Regions from separate parts of the Mus musculus genome. Here regions 1 and 3 are each linked to region 2. The links are chromatin contacts, called in public Hi-C and HiChIP or PLAC-seq maps. All regions are on one chromosome and are shown on one strand. Each heading gives the region's core, a stretch centred on a gene start, on an enhancer-like site or on the middle of the called end of the contact. The rest is flanking DNA. Distances are from core to core; before and after follow the strand shown. Region 1 has its middle 47 kb from the start of Slc39a12. Region 2 holds the start of Cacnb2 (calcium channel, voltage-dependent, beta 2 subunit). Region 3 overlaps Mrc1 (mannose receptor, C type 1).

The links. Hi-C and Micro-C count contacts between places; a contact is called where the count stands out from the background. HiChIP or PLAC-seq counts read pairs in DNA pulled down with a chosen protein or histone mark.
Region 1: a contact with region 2 is called in a Hi-C map of uterus, with 4 times the contacts expected there. The contact joins the enhancer-like site here to the promoter of Cacnb2 in region 2. A contact is called at or near these places in 3 of 484 Hi-C or Micro-C datasets (all in uterus) and 2 of 115 datasets of contacts at active chromatin or transcription factors (epiblast stem cells and neural progenitor cells).
Region 3: an H3K4me3 HiChIP or PLAC-seq map of pro-B cells shows a contact between it and region 2, with 3 times the contacts expected there. The contact joins the enhancer-like site here to the promoter of Cacnb2 in region 2. A contact is called at or near these places in 1 of 15 datasets of contacts at CTCF or cohesin (pro-B cells), 4 of 115 datasets of contacts at active chromatin or transcription factors (epiblast stem cells, large pre-B cells, neural progenitor cells and 1 more) and 1 of 9 other capture datasets (pancreatic islet).

The regions. Positions count from the first base shown.
Region 1 is chr2:14,340,416-14,343,115 of GRCm38.p6, reverse strand. No RefSeq gene overlaps it. Among named protein-coding and RNA genes, the nearest start is that of Slc39a12, 47 kb to the left of the region's middle. Within about 2 kb of position 1,260, at least 76 of the 459 cell types and tissues checked have an H3K27ac peak or open chromatin away from gene starts, as enhancers often do. A contact at or near this core is called in neural progenitor cells and uterus, where this site is marked.
Region 2 is chr2:14,603,002-14,605,701 of GRCm38.p6, reverse strand. It overlaps Cacnb2 (calcium channel, voltage-dependent, beta 2 subunit), which reads right to left and starts at 1,396. Exons shown (of 14, transcript NM_023116.4): 1 at 1,144-1,396. The coding sequence starts at 1,251. It overlaps Gm32741 (a long non-coding RNA gene), which reads left to right and starts at 1,117. Exons shown (of 4, transcript XR_374017.4): 1 at 1,117-2,126; 2 at 2,485-2,557.
Region 3 is chr2:14,294,194-14,296,893 of GRCm38.p6, reverse strand. It overlaps Mrc1 (mannose receptor, C type 1), which reads right to left. Exons shown (of 30, transcript NM_008625.2): 15 at 1,950-2,094. Among named protein-coding and RNA genes, the nearest start is that of Mir511, 35 kb to the right of the region's middle. Within about 2 kb of position 1,308, at least 15 of the 459 cell types and tissues checked have an H3K27ac peak or open chromatin away from gene starts, as enhancers often do. A contact at or near this core is called in pro-B cells, where this site is marked.

The sequences.
Region 1 (2,700 bases), core at 11-2,510, 260 kb after region 2:
AGATTGTTGTGAGCATCGTCATGGTACCCTTTAATTTATCTCTTATATGCAAGATTGTCCTACCATGAACTTAAAGGATCATCCTCCCTGCCTTCCTTCCTTTATCTATTTTGCTCAGTTCTACCCTGTTTGTTGCCCCTATTTAAACTAAATCTCTCTCTCTCTCTCTCTCCCTCGCTCTCTATCACACACAGAGAGAGAGAGCAAGAGAGAAGAAGAAGAAGAAGAAGAAGAAGAAGAAGAAGAAGAAGAAGAAGAAGAAGAAGAAGAAGAAGAAGAAGGATACATGTATATCAGATATATTTCCTAGTAAGACTATGAAAAATTAATTCAGAAAGGAACAACAACAAAAACAGGAAAACTGTCTGCACTGGGGCGGGGGGGGGGAGGTGCGGGGTTGCAGAGGCGAGCTTGAGGCTTGAGCTTGAGCGGTTCAGGCTGGCCAAATTGTGAAGGCTGATAATTCCAAGACCTCCCTGCAAGTTGAAGACCCAGAGGAGCAGGTGGTAGAATTCAATCTAAGTTCTAAGACACACAAAGCAGGGAAGCCAGCCAGTGGCGTGAAACCTATTCCAAGGACAGTGAGGTGGGAAGCTCCCGGCTTAAACAGGAAGACTAGAAGCAAAAGAGTGGACTCCTCCTGCTGCTGCTTTTGTTCTTCCTAGGCCCTCAGTGGACAGGGAGATGCCCATCCACACAGAAAGGTGAACTATACTGTTGAGACATCCAGATCTCTGCTGAGTAGGTGGCACGTGCCAGCCATCTTGACGGTGAGGGCTGAGAAGAACTTACTGTGCTTTTTCCTACCAAGAACTCACTCTCATGTGCTGGGGCTTTCAGTTTTTATCTTAGCCTATGTGAGAGTTCTTGGCAGCGATGTTATCTTGGCTAAACTGCTGTGCTTCTTGTGAAGGAGCAAGTGTTTTGTAAGCAGTTCTTTGGTATCCTGAGGCTTGGCACCATACAACGTACTCCGTTGAAGACAGGCCAAAAGAACACAGTGGCTTGGATGTCCAAGGATCCACTTCAGGAAAGGTGCCCTGACACAGCCTCAACTTCCTCAGCTAATTTCTTCACTGCTGCGCATGTGCAGAGCTCACATGTTTGCTGCCCTTCATGAAAGGAATCTGGCTTTTAAATAAAACAAGAAAGGAACAACAACAAAAAGCAGGAAAACTGTCTGCACTGGTGGGGGGCGGGGGGAGGTGCGGGGGTGCAGAGGCGAGCTTGAGGCTTGAGCTTCAGCCGGTTCAGGCTGGCCAAGGAGCTCAGAACGCGTGCCAGATTCCTTGCTACTTGGCAGTCGATTCGAGTCAGCTGCTCAGGCTAAGGTCCTTGCTGAATCTGCTTTCTTCATGCCCTGCAAGTTTTGCCTGAAGAAGCTATAACCCTGCAAACATCAAAACATCCTACTTGTGATACGTGTGTCACAGGTGCCTGAAAGCCATTGCTGACACATTCGGGCTGGTTGCTGCACACACTCGAGAAGATGGCTGTCAGCAGAGGTTGCAGAGCACATTCAATCCGAATAAACTATTCTGACAGAAGCATTTATTTCATGACCCATTCCTAGTAACAGTCAGGCTGGCAATAAGGCTCAGTTGGCAAAGTTCAAACCAGGACAGACGTCTCATCCCCAGAACCTACCTTTTAAAAAGGTAACACACATTTGTAATTATAGATCTGGAGAGGCAGAGAGAGATACCGTGTTGATTAGCCTCCTCAGCCTACTTGGGGAGTTTCACTGGGACAAAGAAGGAAAGAGGAAAGGAAGGAAGAAAGGGAGGGAGGGAGGGAGGGAGAGAGGGAGGGAGGGAGGGAGGGAGGGAGGGAGGGAGGGAGGGAGGGAGGAAGAGACAGAGACAGAGACAGAGACAGAGACAGAGACAGAGACAGAGACAGAGACAGAGACACACACCATCACAGGAATAATACCTGTGATAGCTCTTTGGCCTCAGCATGTCCATGTGCGCATACAAAAATAATAAAAGGAAATCAGAACTCGTTCTAAGACTCAAACTCAGTACCACAAAAATCACAGAGAGGTAGGTCCATCCCTTTGTTCTGAATATTTCTAAGAGAGTCAAACCTTACCAGCCAAATAAATGCTTATAGTCAAAGAAACAGATTCCTGAAAAACAGTAACCCTTTTCCACTGGACACTTTAAATCCTCCTTTGCCCCATCAATATAAGAGCCAGTGCCTCTGAGTTTGGAATCAAGCCCCAAGGTAGTGTATGGCGAAGAAGGACGGCATGGAATCCTATTAATTTACATGCCACGCGTTGAGCACAGAATGGATACCAAATAAATTATTATATTATAACAAATGGTACCTTTACCTTCAACATTTGAGGGGAAAAAAGAGCCAGAATTTCCTTCAAAATATGCATTGCTGTTCTCTTAAGAAGCTGTTGTGGTTTCTACTTCTGCCTTAAAAAAAAAAAAAAAAGGAGGAGAATAGAGCTGTGTTAACAAGTTCAGCTCATTCTGTGCTCTCAACACAGAAGCTCAAAGCTTCTGCTTCCTTCCTTTTAGGAGAGGAACAAACTCTGGCCCAAGGACTTTGAAATTCTCATGAGGTCAGCATCGCTATGGGGACACTCTCTACTGTTATCATCAGTAAGGTAGAGATGTGGCTCTTTTTACAAAGCTGTAAGTTCCTCCCCAGAACTACACAATATCTTCCCATTCCTCTCTT
Region 2 (2,700 bases), core at 147-2,646:
CAGTAAGACCTCGTCCCAGTGTATTTTATGTTATGTATTATTATTCATACAAATATCACAATTTACCATCTGGCAAATATGGACTTGACATGAGCAAGCCAAAGCCATTAAGCAGAGGAGAAATATTCTTCCTGGATTCACCCTAACCTCTTCCCAGCACTCTCCAAGTAGTTCAAGTGTCAGGTTTGAAGGCTTTACCCCAAGAATAAAAGTTGAGGAACTCCTTTCCGCCCAGATCTGGGGGTGTCTGGAATCCCAACTGTACCTGCCAAGGCTTTACGTAAAAGCCACCTTATCACACTCCACGCCTACAACCGACATCTCCTATTTCACAATGAGCAGCAGGACAGAATTTTTCCAGAAACCGCTAATACTCATCAGAGAAAGGAACCCAGGAGCCGCTAGAATGGCATGCCATTTCGGGGTAAACAGAAACAAAAACTTTCTCACCCACAACACTCTGCTCTCTTCTTCCAGCAAAGAAACAAGGGTCCAGGCAAACCCTGGAAAGAGGACAGCTAGCTGAACTGTCTGGGTGGCACAGCGCCCCAGGTGCTGAGGGGGGTTGGGGCTGCTCTCCGGGGAGAAGGCAAGGGGATCCACGCCCACCTTGACCCCTGCATAACACCTCACCTCCCTGCCTAGCTCCCAATAGAGACCACCAGAGGCAGCGGCGGAAACAGCGATGCAGGATGCGGATCCCTTTCCCGCCCGCCCGGACTCACGATCTTGAGCCGGTCCAGTCCACTCGCCTGGTCCATGGCTCTCCATGTGCTTCTCCAGGGCAGGGGCGCGGACAGCCAAGCGGCGTGGCCCGGGAAAAGCCGGGGAGGAGCGGCAGGTCGTCCTCGCCCCTTCCCACTGGCTTTTCAGAAAGCAAAGGGGGCAAAATCAAAAGAAAACAAAACAAAAAAACCCAACCAAACAAACAAACAAAAAAATGGAAGCCGGAGCAGAGCCCGTGGAAGGCGCGCAGGGGCAGGGTCCCCCAGCAGCACCGGGATGGGCGGGAGGAGGTGGCGAAGGAGACCGGAGCAGGAGGGGGAGGCGCGGTTCGCGATGAGGGAGAGGAGGCAGCGGGAGGGACTGAGGTCGGGGCTCTGAGGCTCACAAAGCCAGCAGAAGGCGCGGCGCAGTGGCTACCTGTGCTCCGAGCGCCCCCGCGGGAGCCGCGCTCTCCAGCAGCTCCATCTGGCTCTCCTGCGCCACCGCCGCTACGGGAGGCGACTTGGACGTGTCGCTTTGGACCATCGGCAAAAAGTCGACTCCAAGGCTGCGGGTCCCCTCCTCCACGACCCGGGTCCCCCGCTCCTCTTCGCCCCAGGATCGGAGGCTCTCAGTGCGCGCGACGCCGCTGAAGCATGTTGCAAAGCCTAGACTAGGCGGTGGCGCAGGCACGAGGCTGGGTGGCCGGGGCGAGGGGCGCCAGTTCTTTGGAGCTTCTGGGCCCGCGAGCGGCGGAGGCTGGGACTGCTGGGCGGGCTGGCTCCAGGGAAGGTCCCCGCCAGGAGGAGGGCGCTCCGGGAGCACGAGCCAGGGGGGAGGCGCGTCGGAAAGCGAGAGTGACAAACCACCGCCACTCCGAAAAGTTCTTCGCGGGAGGCGCGGGCCGCGTGGGCTCCGACTCAGCTGCGGCCCGTCGCCGTGGCACTCGCGCTGGAAAGTTTTCGAAGCCACGAAAGCCAGCCAGTCGCAGCTCCCTAGGGAGGTAACTGGCCCAGCTGCTCAGTTCACCTCCTCTTCCTGGAGTCCAGAGGAGGAAAAAGATCCACAGGGTTAGACCCTAAACTGAAACTCTCCATGATTCGAAAAAGGCTACAGACAGACCCCGAACTTCTGCAAAAGCATGAGTGAAAGCACTCGAGGAGTCAGAAAACAAGTGCCAGTGATGAACTAAGACTTCCTCCCACATGGTCCTGACCTGACAATTGGTTCTACTACACCTGTGCCCTAGCTTTTTGGTTTGTGATGGCCTGTTTTGTTTTTGTTGTCTTTGCTAGGAGCTTGTCTTTGCTAGCAGACTATATCGTTCCCGCCCCCAGCGCACCCCCTCCCCGCAGTTGAGAAGTCTTAGTGTAACCGTTGAGACAAAAATAAGCAGGTTTTTAAGGACCCCGAAATTCTTGGTAAGAGGGTAAAACCGGAATAATGGTTCGCTTGTAGTTGGATGGGTGGAGAGGTAGGGAGGAGATGGAGGAGGGGAACCATGATCAGAGTACATTGTGTGAGCTTTCAATTAAAAACAAAGAAACTAAAAGGAGGGGAGGGGAAGAGGGGCACGGGGAGGAGGGGGACGATGAGAAGGAGAAGAAGGAGTGGGGAGGAGGAAGAGGAGGGAGAGGAGGAGGAGGAGGAGGAGGAGGAGGAGGAGGAGGAGGAGGAGGAGAAGGAATTATTTTCCGTTCTAGTATTGCTCATAAGACGCTGCTTTGCTTTGACAACCTTTCTTGCACTGAAAAAAAAATCTACATACAAATTTTCTAGGTAGCACTCACCGAGCAGAAACAAAGTATAACAGTTGTGCAAGCTGAAATACACACAGAGACCTTTTACTAAGGTAAACTTTGTATACTGTGTTTGACTATGATGATGAAATACAGTACCGTGTTCTTCTTAAACTGAGCTGTTTTCATTAAGCAGATGTCTACCATACACTGGATTGAGCCAGAATTTTTTTGTTTTTGTTTTTAAAGGAAGGAA
Region 3 (2,700 bases), core at 59-2,558, 310 kb after region 2:
GATATGCTTTTAAATCTAGGTCTAGGTTTTCGGGTGTGTTGGGGTGCCCTGGACTGGGTGAAGTGGGAGTGCTGGGTTCTGATGATGGTGAGTGGTCTTGGTTCCTGTTAGTAGGATTCCTACGTTTACCTTTCGCCATCTGGTAATCTCTGGAGTTAGTAGTTATAGTTGACTCTGTTTAGAGATTGTTCTTCTGGTGATTCTGTTACCGTCTCTCAGCAGACCTGGGAGACAGATTCTCTCCTCTGAGTTTCAGTGCTCAGAGCACTCTCTGCTGGCAAGCTCTCTTACAGGGAAGGTGCGCAGATATCTTGTTTTTGGACCTCCTCCTGGTCGAAGAAGAAGGCCCAAAACAGGGCCTCTCTCAGAAGCTGTGTTGCTTTGGCAGTTCCCAGAAGCTGTCAGCTTCTGTGGTGCAGACTCTCACCTGTGCAGACTAAATTCCTAAGTTCCAGGGAGTCCTGGAACCAAGATGGTGACCGCTGCTCCTGAGGCTGAGGCCGTCTCCCGAGCCAGGCGGACACCTGTCCTCTGGTCCGGACGGTGGCCGGCTGCCTGTGGCCCGCCAAGAGTGCTGCCTCAGCGGCTCTGTGCTTCTGCCCGTCCCAGAAGCTGTCCGGTTCTCTGGCGCACCCTCTAACCTGTTCAGACTAATTTCCTAAGTTCTGCTGAGTCCCGGAACCAAGATGGCGACCGCTGCTGCTGAGGCTGAGGCTGCCTCCCAAGCCAGGCGGACACCTGTCCTCTGGTCCGGATGGTGGCCGGTTGTCTGCGGCCCGCCCAGGCTGCTGCCTCAGCAGCTCTGTGCTTCCGCCCGTCCCAGAAGCTATCCGGTTCTCTGGTGCACCCTCTAACCTGTTCAGACTAATTTCCTAGGTCCCGCGGAGTCCCGGAACCCAGATGGCGACCGCTGCTGCTGAGGCTGAGGCCGCCTCCCAAGCCAGGTGGACACCTGTCCTCTGGTCCGGATGGTGGCCGGTTGTCTGCGGCCCGCCCAGGCTGCTGCCTCAGCAGCTCTGTGCTTCCGCCCGTCCCAGAAGCTGTCCGGTTCTCTGGCGCACCCTCTGACCTGTTCAGACTAATTTCCTAAGTTCTGCTGAGTCCCGGAACCAAGATGGCGACCTGTAACATATTTTCTATCTGCCAGAGTAAAACAAAGCTACTAACAACATAAAGAGGCCACAGTGAGTCACTGGCAGGCAGCAGGAGACTGTTTTTAAATTTAAATTCAAAAGGATACTAATCCAGAATGTGGAAACATGTGCATCCAGCCAGCAGAGGGCAGTACCGGGTCTCTTAACTGCAGAATGGGGGCAGCGGCCATGATTCCCCAACAGCAGAGGGCAATGTGGTTCCATCCTCTTATTGCTATGGCGTCAATATGTTTTAATTCAAGGGTCAGCTTGTTTCCTCGGTGTCATAACCCAGCTCCTCTGACCACAATGCCTAACCTGTCTTTGCTCTAATTTCCAAGATATCATAAATAATATCATGTGAGTCCCACAACACCACGGCCTTCCCTATACTGCTGGTTCTGTGTTATGGATATTAAAATATCAGGTTGAAGGGAGCTTGTACCTGTTTCAGGGATAAAATAGAAGGTCAGAGGGTGAAAGTTCCAGAAAGCAAAACTGCATTGCCTTTCTACAGCACTAAAGGGCAGGTCTCCCATTAGCCCCTGCAGCTGCAGTGGATGGCCAGAGTCCCGGCTGCTGATGGGAATGTTTTTAAGGACGTGACTCTAATCCAGGATTCTTGGTGGCCTTTTGATCTTCTGTTCCTTTGGAACACTTATCTGTTTCCAACGTCCCCATTCTTATCCTGTGAAATAAGGGCCCCACAGTTCCCTGATGCTGGTATTTTTGTTTGTTTGTGCCAATGGAGGAAACAAATTGGGGTATCAGAAGGCTAGCTCTGTAATGTAAGAAAAAGAGGGGACAGATTTGTACCTTTTTGTATCTGACAAATCCAGTTGTTGAGGTGTTCACAGTTGATATCATTCCAGGACATGCCAGGGTCACCTTTCAGCTCACCACAATATTCAACATTTTGGTAATTATTTGGTTCACCGTAAGCCCAATTTTCATAGGAAACCTATGGTGGAAACATCACACTTGATCTGAACCACAACACCAGGTTGCTATGCTGTGCTAGAAACACCACATTAGGCTGCAGATATACCACGTATACCACATTAGGCTGCAGATATACCACGTATACCACATTAGGCTGCAGATATACCACGAACACCACATTAGGCTGCAGATATTAACCACGTATACCACACCAGTGCAAATTCAAATTGGGAAAGGAAAAAGAGGGGCTGTTTGGATTCTTCATTCATTTGCTTTTTACTTTTAGCTATGGAAGCACATTTTATGGACATGGGTGAGAAAGAAACAGCTTTTATTACATGGAAACTTTTAAGCAGACTAGAGTAGGGAATTGGTTTTTATAACATTTCCTTTATTCCCATTAAATAGAATGAATCCAGGGCCACAAGCAATGGGATTTATATGTAGGAAAAAGTTAGCAAGAAACTTCCATATCTCAGTCGGTAGTCGCAATTTCCTAAATTTACAGCCTGTTCTTAAGGGATGATATTTCAGTAAGTTGTTGGAAGCTTTTCATCTATTACACAGGCTACAGAAAAATAATTAGAGAAGAAAAAGTCTTATAAAATGTGACTAACTGAACGAC